2 separate regions of the Rattus norvegicus genome follow, and region 1 is linked to region 2. A link is a contact called in public Hi-C data. All regions are on one chromosome and are shown on one strand. The core of a region is the stretch at or near the end of the contact, and the rest is flanking DNA. Distances in the headings are between cores, read along the strand shown. Region 1 overlaps Cyp4f39 (cytochrome P450, family 4, subfamily f, polypeptide 39). Region 2 holds the start of Wiz (WIZ zinc finger).

Region 1 (5,241 bases), core at 2,571-5,070, 110 kb after region 2:
TCCCTTTCTGTATTGGATCCCAGGGGGAATTCCAGTTTTCTGGACTCCATTGCTTTAGTAGTCCGAATGAGGGCAGAGTGTCTTTTTAGAGTATCTCCACTCTTTCCCGGTCAGTCACACACGTGATACCTGCCTGGGACACGTACAAATTGCAGAAGCTCTGGGGCCATCTCTAGATCTCTGAACTGGACCTCCACAGACATTCCTGCATGCATGTGTGCACGTGCATGCGTGTGTGCTTGAGCTCACGCGTGCACGCACGTGTGTTCAGAGACTCACAGTTCCTCTCTCTTCAGGGATGACCTGACGCAGTTGCCCTTCACCACCATGTGTATCAAGGAGAGCCTTCGCCAGTTCCCGCCCGTGACCCTCATCTCTCGTCGCTGCACAGAGGACATCAAGCTGCCCGACGGACGCATCATTCCCAAAGGTGCCTGCTGTCTCCTTTACTGCTGTGGTGCTGTTCCCAGGGGTCTAGTCATGCCCGCTGTGGGCGCAGGGTCCCTATGATGGGAAGGATCCGATGGGAAGGATCCCTGGATATGTGTTGCTTCGGGAGTGACAAGGATGTCTCAGTTTCATTTCTTTTTTTTTTTTTTTTTTTGGTTCTTTTTTTTTTCGGAGCTGGGGACCGAACCCAGGGCCTTGCGCTTCCTAGGCAAGCGCTCTACCACTGAGCTAAATCCCCAACCCCTCAGTTTCATTTCTTGTCGAAGCGATAATATAACCCAACGAAAGCAACTCCAGGGGTAGAGCGTTTGTCTGGCTCACGATTCCCGGTTATAGCCGGTCGTGGCAGAGGAGTCAGAGTGACAGAGACATGAAACACTTAGTCATATTGCATCACAGACAAGAGCAAAGAGCGGTGGATGGCTACACGCATGCACGCCAGCGTTCAATTCTCTTGTCTTTATTGGGTCCAGGCCCTCGCCCGTGCAAGGGTGCCACCCACATTCAGTATGTCTTTCTATCCTAAGTAATCAATGAAGGAAATCTCTTATGGGTGCTGGAGACATGGCTGGGCACTGTAAGAGTACTGGCTCACGACTATCTCTAACTCTGGCTCTAGGGGATCCAGCACCCTGTTTTTGACTCTGTCGGTACCAGGTATGCATGTGATGCACATGCAGGTAAAACACTCACTTACACAATAAACAAATAAACCTAAAAATTAAAAAATGAAAGCACTTGCTGTTCCTCCAAAGGGCCTGAGTTGAGGTCTCAGCTCCTCGCTGGACAGTTCACAACCACCTATAACTCCAGTACCAGGAAATTTGACGCTCACTTTCTGACCCCCACACACGTGTCGTGTATACACACACTCTCACACATGGAGTATATATAAAATAGAAATATTAAAAAGAAGAAAAAGTCTTACTGGCATGCCTGTAGATCAATCTAATCTAGGCCATCCCTCTTGGAGACTCCCTTTTCAGGTGATTCTAGAGTGCATCAAGTAGACCAAACTAATCATCCGAGGGAAACCTAGGTGTGTGTAGAGGAGGTGGAAGTGCTTGTATCCAGACGGAAAGGGAAGTGTGGAGGAGGCCATGCTAGATCTGGGTGGGCATTAATGGTAGAAGGTCAGCATCTTTTAAAGAATAGGACGATGATGATGATGATGCGGAGGATGATGATGATGATGATGATGACGACGACGACGACGATGACGGTGGTGGTGGTGGTGTGTGTGCATACATGCATGCACAAATACACACACACACACACTACACACACACACACACACACACACACACACACACACGAAGGTCAGAGAACAGTTTTCAGCAGTCTATTCTCTTCTTTCACCATGAGTTCTAAGGCTTGAACTCTTGTCCTAGGGATTCCGTAGGAAGCACTTTTACGTGCTAAACATTTGGGGAGGGGCTGGACCCGAGGGTCAGTTTTGTTGTCATCTAACTGCTGAGAACCGAGCTGTAATTATGGTGACACCAGGAGCTCAGGCCTGAGTACCATCTAGTCTCTAGGGAGAGGCCCCACGTATTCCTGTCCATGTAGCATCGGGGATGGACAAAATGCAGACAGGCTTGAGAAGCCCTGGATGGAAGGCCACTTTCTCCAAGATGTAAGAAGAGCAAGTGTGTTTATGGAGCAGAACTTCAGAGTGCAGATGATGAACAACACATCCAACACCTGACTCTATCCAGAGGGAAGAAGGGAGCCAAGGGAGGTGAAAGGAACGACGACAGTCCTATGAGCTAAACTGTCAGACTGTGTGGACAGTGAGGCCATGGGGAAAGAGGCAGAGAGAGTGGACAGGGCAGCACTTGTCTTCGCAGAAGGACGGACAGGATGTAGTGGTAGCTGGCTCTCAGGGATCCTATGACTGAAGGAAGAACTGAGGTTGTGTGTGTGTGTGTGTGTGTGTGTGTGTGTGTGTGTGTGTTTCCAGACACTCCCTTGGGCTCCACTGATTCCAAATGTCGCCCCCCACCCCCCAGGAATTATCTGCTTGGTCAGCATCTACGGGACCCACTACAACCCCTTAGTGTGGCCTGACTCTAAGGTAAGTTCCTTCTTGGGGATGCTTGCAGTGACTGGGCCTGCTGTTACCCACTGACTCACTCAGTCCTCGTTAATTCACAAGGTCAGCAAATAGTCATTGAGCACCTACTGTGTGTCACACTTCTCTGCTTGGCAGTGATAACCTACAGTGACACCTCATGGACATTAAAGCAAAGTTCGTCAATAGACGAGATCATTTGGGGGCTTTGCTAAATGTTCTAAGGAGGTAAAAACAGATGGGGTGAGGGGAATTAAGCTCAAGGGATCCAGAGAGGGCCCCAAAGTCAAGGTAATGTTTGAACTGAGACCAAATCAGTATGAAGAGCAGGGAGAGGCCTGTTCCAGGCTGAGGAGACATCAAGTGCAATGGCCCTGAGGTAGAAAGGAGCACGGGTGCTTGACAACAGGAGACAGGCATGGATAGGTGTGTGTGATAGATTGGAGTAAATGGCCTCAAGGTGTTCCAGCTACGGGGTCCTCAGAGGTAGAGGTGCAGGTAGACTGGATGGTTGGGACAGTCCCCAGACTCACCCAGGCAATTCTTGTCTAGGTATACAATCCCTACCGTTTTGACCCAGACATTCCACAGCAGCGCTCCCCGCTGGCCTTTGTGCCTTTCTCAGCAGGTCCCAGGTAAGGTCTCTACTAATCGCAAACATCACTACAAATGGGAGGGGCAAAGCCAGATCAGGGGTGTGCCCCATGGAAGCAGGGACCAGGTCACACCCATGAGTAATTTTTGGCAATTTAAGTCCCCTCTGCTGCCCTAACTGAGCCATAAGGTTCCGAATCAGACTGCAATTCCGTCCTTGAGAAAAAGATACCACTCCAGTCTGTCAGACTCTGGGTTCTGGGCTCACATACTTCCAATAGCTTTGTGATGCTGTTACCATTCGGGTTCTACAGAGGAAGGAACTGAAGCTTAGATAAGGGCGGTCAACCGTCAGGACATATTGGTAGTAGTAAGCCGTGTGCTAGGATTTGAACGTTTGACTCTAGGGTTGCACGTCCTAAGGATTCTTGAGTCTCATTTGCACCCTTCCTGCAGGAACTGCATCGGGCAGAGCTTCGCCATGGCAGAGATGCGAGTGGTCGTGGCGCTGACACTCCTGCGCTTCCGCCTGAGCGTGGACCGAACCCGCAAGGTGCGGAGGAAGCCGGAGCTTATTCTACGCACGGAGAACGGCCTTTGGCTCAACGTGGAGCCGCTACCCTCGCGGGCCGGAGTGCCCCGAGGCCCCACGGAACCTGAGGTTCAGGCTCCGCCCGCTCAGGCCTAGACCACGCCTCCAAAGGCCTGGATCCGCCCCCAAGATATTGAGGACGTTGACTACGCTCCTCGAAAGCACAGGAGGACCAAGCTTTGTAGAGGAGCAGCTTGTTGGTGCTGACTTCGCCCCTCAGGACAAGACCCCATCCTTGGGATTTGGGTCAAAGTTCTGTCTTGAATTACTCCCACCGGCCCTCAGCGTGTGGGGATCATGCTAGGCCCCGCCCCCTCGGGCATGGGCTGCGGGCCCCAGTTTAAATCAGATTACCCTGGCCCTGCGGATTCCCAGGCCCGGCCCACAGAAACTTCCCCGGACCTAAGACTCACCGCTGGGGTTGTATCCTCACTTTCCCACTGGCTATGCCCAGGTTAGCTTCTAAACCGAGGATTTAGAAGCTGGAGCCCGAGGCTGCAGTCCTGAATCACAGCTCCATGGAAGGACTGTTCAAGCTGAACCTCAGGACTTAGGCTGTTTGCTTTGTTGCCGTTTTGTAAACCTAGACCCTTGCAAACCCCTTTCTCCTTGGTTGCGCCGTCCCTTTGCTGAGTTTTCTCAGGTTCAGGAGAGTAAGAGCAAGAGGATCCACACACCTTCTGCCTCACCCTGTCCCAGATGAGGAGACCAAGGTGGGGAGGCGGGCCTCTTGGCGGTCGGGACGCAACTGGGACATAGTTGTTTGATCTGGAACTAAACTCAGATTTTTTTTTTTTTTGGGACAATTTGTGCGCTGTTTATTTGGTCAATAATAATTCAATGTCTACTGGCGTGGGGCCAGGCATATAGCCTAGCCTAGTTCCTCCTTCTCAACAGAGAGGAGCAGAAGTTGAACAATTATACCTGTAAATGATCATTTACAACGTATGACAAATGTTTCAAACATGAGACCCCTGGTTCTGGGTGAATCTGACAGAGGTATCGGGAGCGAAGGATCACGGGAAGTCTGAGGCTGAAGTAAGAGCAGAAGCTGAGTGGACCGTAGGAAGGGAAGAGCATCCCAGGCAGAGGAACAGTGTCAGCAAAGGCCTGGGTTGGGGAAGAGCAGGAAGAGCTCACAGCAGTTTCAGTGTCTGTTAAATGAGATGGATAATCAGTCATCCAAATTGTGGAGCACTATGTAAGTAAGAACACGTAGGGAGACAGCTGAGCCGTGACAAGAGTTCCATCTCGAGTTCAACTCCAGCTTGGGCCAGGTGGACACCTAGTCTCAAGAAAGCAAGGGCTGGGGGTGTGCTCGGAATGGAGTGCTGGACCACGTCAGCCGAGCCTGGGAAGAACACAGGAAGCATTAGGTCTCGTCGGAATTCGTTACAGTAACTGTTTGCATCTGGGTGGTGGGAGCAGAACGGAGGAAGGGTAGTGGACCGAGAGCAAACAGCAAAGGGGAGTCAGGGGAGGTACGAGCAGGAACTGGGAAGGACATGGTTAGTGCAGGCTTCTTATGAAT
Region 2 (5,218 bases), core at 1,854-4,353:
CAGCTTTGGCCGAGTATGTGCAAGGGCCTACGTGCAACCCCCCAGTTCTATAAAAAAGCAAAATAAAACAAAGAAGGGAGAGGGTTGCGAGCCACATTACTGCCTGATTCTGTGAGTCTGGGACCCTTACTTCACCCCTCAGGGTTTTGGAGTTCCCACCCTAAGACGAGACACGAAATAATGGAGGCTTTCCCCACAAAGGTTTTAAATATGATATGAATTGAGCACACAAAGAATTTGGCATGTAGGAACTGCTAAAGAGGTGCTTGGAAGTTAAGAGGGCCAAGTTTTTGGAGGCCGACCAAGGAAACGAAGGGAGACGTCTGATGCCTCAGTCTACAATTCTTCTGTCACGTCAGATTCCTTAAACTCAGTTCCTTAAATATCAGTTAGGTCCTTAAACACACCAGGCTCCTCCCCTGGGCAGTGCCTTTGTACTTGCTGTCCCACCACCCCGGGGGGGGGGGGGGCACCTCCCACCATTCATTCCGTGTGGTGCCTCAAATACCACTTTCTCCGGAGGCTTTCCCCCAAGTCGCCCCGGCCCAATCCTGGCCCTCTGTTTAATATCTGCATAGCCCCCATCATCACCTGCCCTTATGACATCTGTTCAGTTGTTCCTTGTGTCCAACTTCCCTTCTGGAACGCCAACCCCCGGAGGACTGAAACTCTCGCCTCTTTATGATTATTTCCCCCAGCACCCAGAACGGAAAGTGGCACACAGCAGGTGCTCGGTGTTTAATAAACAAACAATGCATTGTGAGGTGAGGTCAGTGTGAGCTAGCCCTGTATGGGGGTAAACCAAGGGAGAGAGGTAACTCGAATCTCTGACTCCCCAGACTTTTACCTTACCACCAGAGGGCACAAGCTCTTGCAGCTCCATCAAGACTGCAAGATGGAACAAGTGGGCTTTGGGTGAAGAGCTCAGAGTGCTGATATGGGTATTTGGATGTAGCTGGTGTCCAGCTCCGAGGGGAGAGTCAGGCCACTACAAGTACGAATCCCAGTTCCTTACCATCCTCTGGGGGACTGTGATCCAGTCATGGGCTCCCAAGACATCTGTTTTCGTAAGGGCAAAATGAAAGGTACAATGTGGAGCACTAAAGAAGGCTCTGGGCACCAAGCAGGTTCCGATCCCAACTCAGTCCCTGTTGGGTTGGGTGACCTGACTCTCTCTGAGCCCTGGGGGCTAAGTGGGATGCTTCTTTAGGGCCACGGAGCCCTCTTACCAGAAATGCCACTTCTGCCATCCAGAATGTCTCGAGGGCCTTCCTTGGTGATGGGCAGGTAGTGTGAAGATCGAAAAATATCACCTTCCCCTTCGGCAGCCTCAGCCCCACCCTCGATGTCCTCTCTTGGAGCTGGGCCAGGCAGTCTCTCTGGGCCTCGAGGACGATCCGGGGCAGCCAGGCCACCTGCCAGTAACCCCTCCATGGGTGCTAGCCGCTGATCTTCACTCAGGACCTGGCAGATTCAGCAAGACATCGTGGGTCTGGAGACAAAGATAGGGAAGACCTTAGGAGAGGAAGAAAAGAATTCTGTTTGTTTTCCCACCTCTCAAGACCCTAGTCCTCTCCTTCAAGGCCTATGGCCTCAGTTTACCTCTTAGTTGAAGTGACTGGGGTAAGTGGTGTTGAGGCCCCATTCTCACCCATTGTCACCCAATCACCTTTATTGTCAGCATGCCTCAATACACTAAAGCTTTCTCTTTTTCCAGCTTCTTCCCGGACTCTATTCATCTCAGTTACACACCTACACTCAGTCACCTCAGTCCTCCCTCATCCATCCTTCTACCTCCGCCTATTCCTCTCATCCCTCACTCACGGCTTCACCTTGTCCAGCTGCTTCCTGGCTGTCCTGTAACTGCATAACCTATTGCCAAGCATCCAGTGTCCAGGATCCCAGCCACTTCCACACTCCCAGCTCATGAGTGCACTGTCTCAAGTGCCCCCAATCTTTGCCCTTATACTTTTCTCACTTCTGTTGCCCCATATCAATTACCCCTACACTTTCCCAACCTTTACACCCTTCTCCCTACCCAGGAATGTAGGGTTATTAACCCCTTAACCTCTCCACACTCTCGAGTGACCCCCACCATTAACCCCTTCCCTTCTCCTCAGCATGATCTCTCATGCATACCAAGCCTGGGCTCCTCCACCCTGCCACCTTCCAATAGTACTGGTTGCCATCCTCCACCGATATCGGTTGCTCTAGCCGGAGGATGAAAGGGACCGAGAGGGCTCCGGTTTCAGAAATAAGGACCCTGGGGTAGGAGGGCGACTGTCCTCTCCACCTATAAATACCTTCAAGGTAGAGCAGAAAGTGAAGGGCAGGAATGAGGCGCTCTCCCCAGGGAGACGGTGGTGAGGCCGGGCCCAGGCAACCGGGGCGGGGCCGGGGCTCCAGGCCTGGTAGCAGGCGTTGCCCTCGGGGGCCTGGGTGCTCCCGGGGGGCCTATATGGGGTGGGTTGACAGTCTTGGCTGGAGGGGTCCCTGCCCAGGCCTGAAGAAAGCACCTGCGGGTACCGCTGGGGTAGGCACTGCCGGAGGGGATCGGGCAGGACCGCAACTTCGGAGCACTTTGGCAGCTTGGGGAGGGGGCTCCAGTCCAGATGGTCGTTCCCTACCCCACCTCCCGCAGGGGTCGCAGAGGTAGGGGCGGCGCTGCGCGGACGCACCCTGCGGGGAAGCTAGGGTCCCCAGGATGCGCCCTTCGCCCGTGCACCTCGGGGCGGGAGACCCCGCGGGACGAGCTGAGGTGGGGGGGAGACACCTGCCTCGAGACCCCCGCCCCTCCCCCCACCTGTACAGCCCCGCCCCCGGCCAGGCCCCGCCCCTGCAGGCCCCGCCCCGCCCCCCGCCCCAGGGGGTCCCGCCCGGCCGGACCGGGCCCAGGCCTCCCCTCCCCGTTCCAGCTCCGCCCCGCCCGCGAGCTTCCCGGGTTGGGTCGGGCCTCACCGGGGAGGCGTAGTCGCTGGCTGGGAACTCCCTTACTTCGCCGGGCCGTCGCTTCCACTACAGCTGCTGCAGCTCTTGGTGCGGGTGCCACGGCCTCCGCAGCCGCCGCTGCCTCCACAGCTCGGGGGACATTGTCCCTTTAAATCGGTCCCCCCGCCGCCCCGCCCCTCCCCCCCCGGCGCGCCGACGTGACCTCAGCGCGACAGCCCCGCCGCGCCGCCATGATGAGGAGGTCTGCCCCCCCTTGTGCCACTCCGGGGGGCGGGGGGATCCAACGGGCGCGCCGCCATATTGGGAGTGGCCAAGCAGGTCACCCTTAAAGGGCCCGCAGGACCTTAGCGTCGAGGGAGGGGCTCTGTTACCATGACAACAACCTGTCCTCTGCACCCCACTGGGTCTTCCTATACTAGGTTTGTTAATAACATCTAGGTTTGTTAATAACAGGTGAGTGGGAGGGAAGCATAGAAGTTTTCTCTTGGGTCATTCATGAATCATTGATGACTCCATCCAGTCAGTCAGTCCTTAGCTTTCAGACTCTCCCAATCATAAGGACACTTTTCTTTCTTTTCTCGTTGTTTGTATTGGACTTCAACATCTCCATTACTTTATGTCTGTTCTCAATGCTAAGCTCTCCTCCACCTAGCCTTCAGGATCATAGCCTCCAGACTAGACCGTATGCATACATCACAAACTGGTTGTCTTTCTCCCACCCATCACTCATTTGTCTACCCATTTATCTACATGCTCAATCTATCAACCACTCAACAACCGAATAAACAAATCACCTATCCATTTACCTTTCTAACACCTACTCGTCTATCCAAAAGTCCACTTAACCTATTCACCCATATTCCACATACCAGCCCACCATCACTTCTATTTTTCCACAGAATCAAGGGATTCAACAGTCCTACCAACATCCACCCATAGAGTCACCCATCAGTTGTATATTGTCTTCACCAAATGAAGAAGACAGGAGTCATTTTCCCATGACTCATTTGGGAGTCCCAAAAGACCTCGATAAACGTGAGGTGTGTGTGTGTGTGTGTGTGTGTGTGTGTGTGTGTGTGTGTGTGTGTGCGTGTTTACTCATTTAGTTCAAGTGTTAATTTCCTATTTTGTGTCAGCCTTCTCTAAGTAGACCTGTCTATTTTGATTCATGATCTGCCTTACAGCAGGTCAAATGTTCAGTGAATTAGCTAACCTAGTCACCTGCCTATTGGTTCATCCACCTTACTCAACCAGCCATAGAACTCAACCGTGTTCTCATGCACAGTCCGTTCCTTCATCTGCCTCTCAGACCCATTGCTCTCCCTGCCATAAAGGTACCTGCATTGTCTTTCTAGACAAAGTCTAGAAAGATTCTGTCACTCAGAACTTGAGGTATTGGCAGGGGATGAGGTGGGATAGGTGGGCGGGAGATCTGTGCATCATGGAAAAGCAGGTGGTTCCCACAACAATGATAAATACCTTTTATTGAATACCTTTAACTATGCAGAGAATTTTTAGATACAGAAGAGAGAATGGAGTCTTTTAGAGTGATGACCTTAGATCACACCAATAGTGAGGACAATTTTGCTAATCATTTTCATCTTCGGGAGACTTCAAATTAGGTAAGAATTTGGGGGAGCTGAGTAGAGAACTGGGTATGCTCTTGCATTAATCTTTGTAGGGGCAGAGAAACCAGTGATTTTCTGAAATGGAGATTTACTGGGCAACCTCACAGTTACCAGAGTGATTGACACCTCCCACTCTGTCCCCTACTAAGGGCCATGAAGGACTGAGGTAGTCAGAAAATCCTCTGTAGTGGCTCTCCTGGCTTCCAGACTGTATGGAGTGGGGTGAAATACTCAGGTGCCCATCGACAGATCAGCTCCATTGACACATGGTGCTTTGAGAGGCGGGGGCTGGCTCCGAGATCCTGGAGTTTTTGAAAGAAGCTGTAGGCTTTGGAGGGTATCCCTCAGCTGGTTCTGAGAACATTCCATCTCAGTCATGCGGTGCTCCTGGGAAGGCAGTAAAAGTGGGTTTGAGGTTGGGGTGGGAGTTGGGAGTGTTTGCCAAGCAGACTCCCCACTTCTCTCCAGTCTCAGACAAGATTCTTACCAGACTTTTCAGCCCGAGGCTACCGTTGCTTGGGAGACCACCCTTAGAATCCAACTTTGAGATCCTGTGAGGGGTCAGGGGCAAGAGAGTGGACAGGTCAGAAACAGGGAAACTCCCTCCCATCCTGGGTGGACTGCCAAGGACTCAGTGGGCA

What was found. A called contact is a pair of places that touch in the nucleus more often than the background predicts.
Region 1: a Hi-C map of the A7r5 cell line shows a contact between it and region 2, with 5 times the contacts expected there. The contact joins the enhancer-like site here to the promoter of Wiz in region 2. A contact is called at or near these places in 5 of 12 Hi-C or Micro-C datasets (the A7r5 cell line, kidney, liver and 2 more).

The regions. Positions count from the first base shown.
Region 1 is chr7:12,151,426-12,156,666 of GRCr8, forward strand. It overlaps Cyp4f39 (cytochrome P450, family 4, subfamily f, polypeptide 39), which reads left to right. Exons shown (of 14, transcript NM_001399679.1): 11 at 297-430; 12 at 2,463-2,527; 13 at 3,077-3,159; 14 at 3,575-4,651. The coding sequence ends at 3,806. Among named protein-coding and RNA genes, the nearest start is that of Cyp4f17, 17 kb to the right of the region's middle. Within about 2 kb of position 3,821, at least 7 of the 93 cell types and tissues checked have an H3K27ac peak or open chromatin away from gene starts, as enhancers often do.
Region 2 is chr7:12,042,684-12,047,901 of GRCr8, forward strand. It overlaps Wiz (WIZ zinc finger), which reads right to left and starts at 3,104. Exons shown (of 13, transcript NM_001427399.1): 1 at 2,959-3,104; 2 at 1,230-1,492. The coding sequence starts at 1,434. It overlaps Rasal3 (RAS protein activator like 3), which reads right to left. Exons shown (of 17, transcript NM_001414936.1): 16 at 5,065-5,128; 17 at 4,407-4,964. The coding sequence ends at 4,809.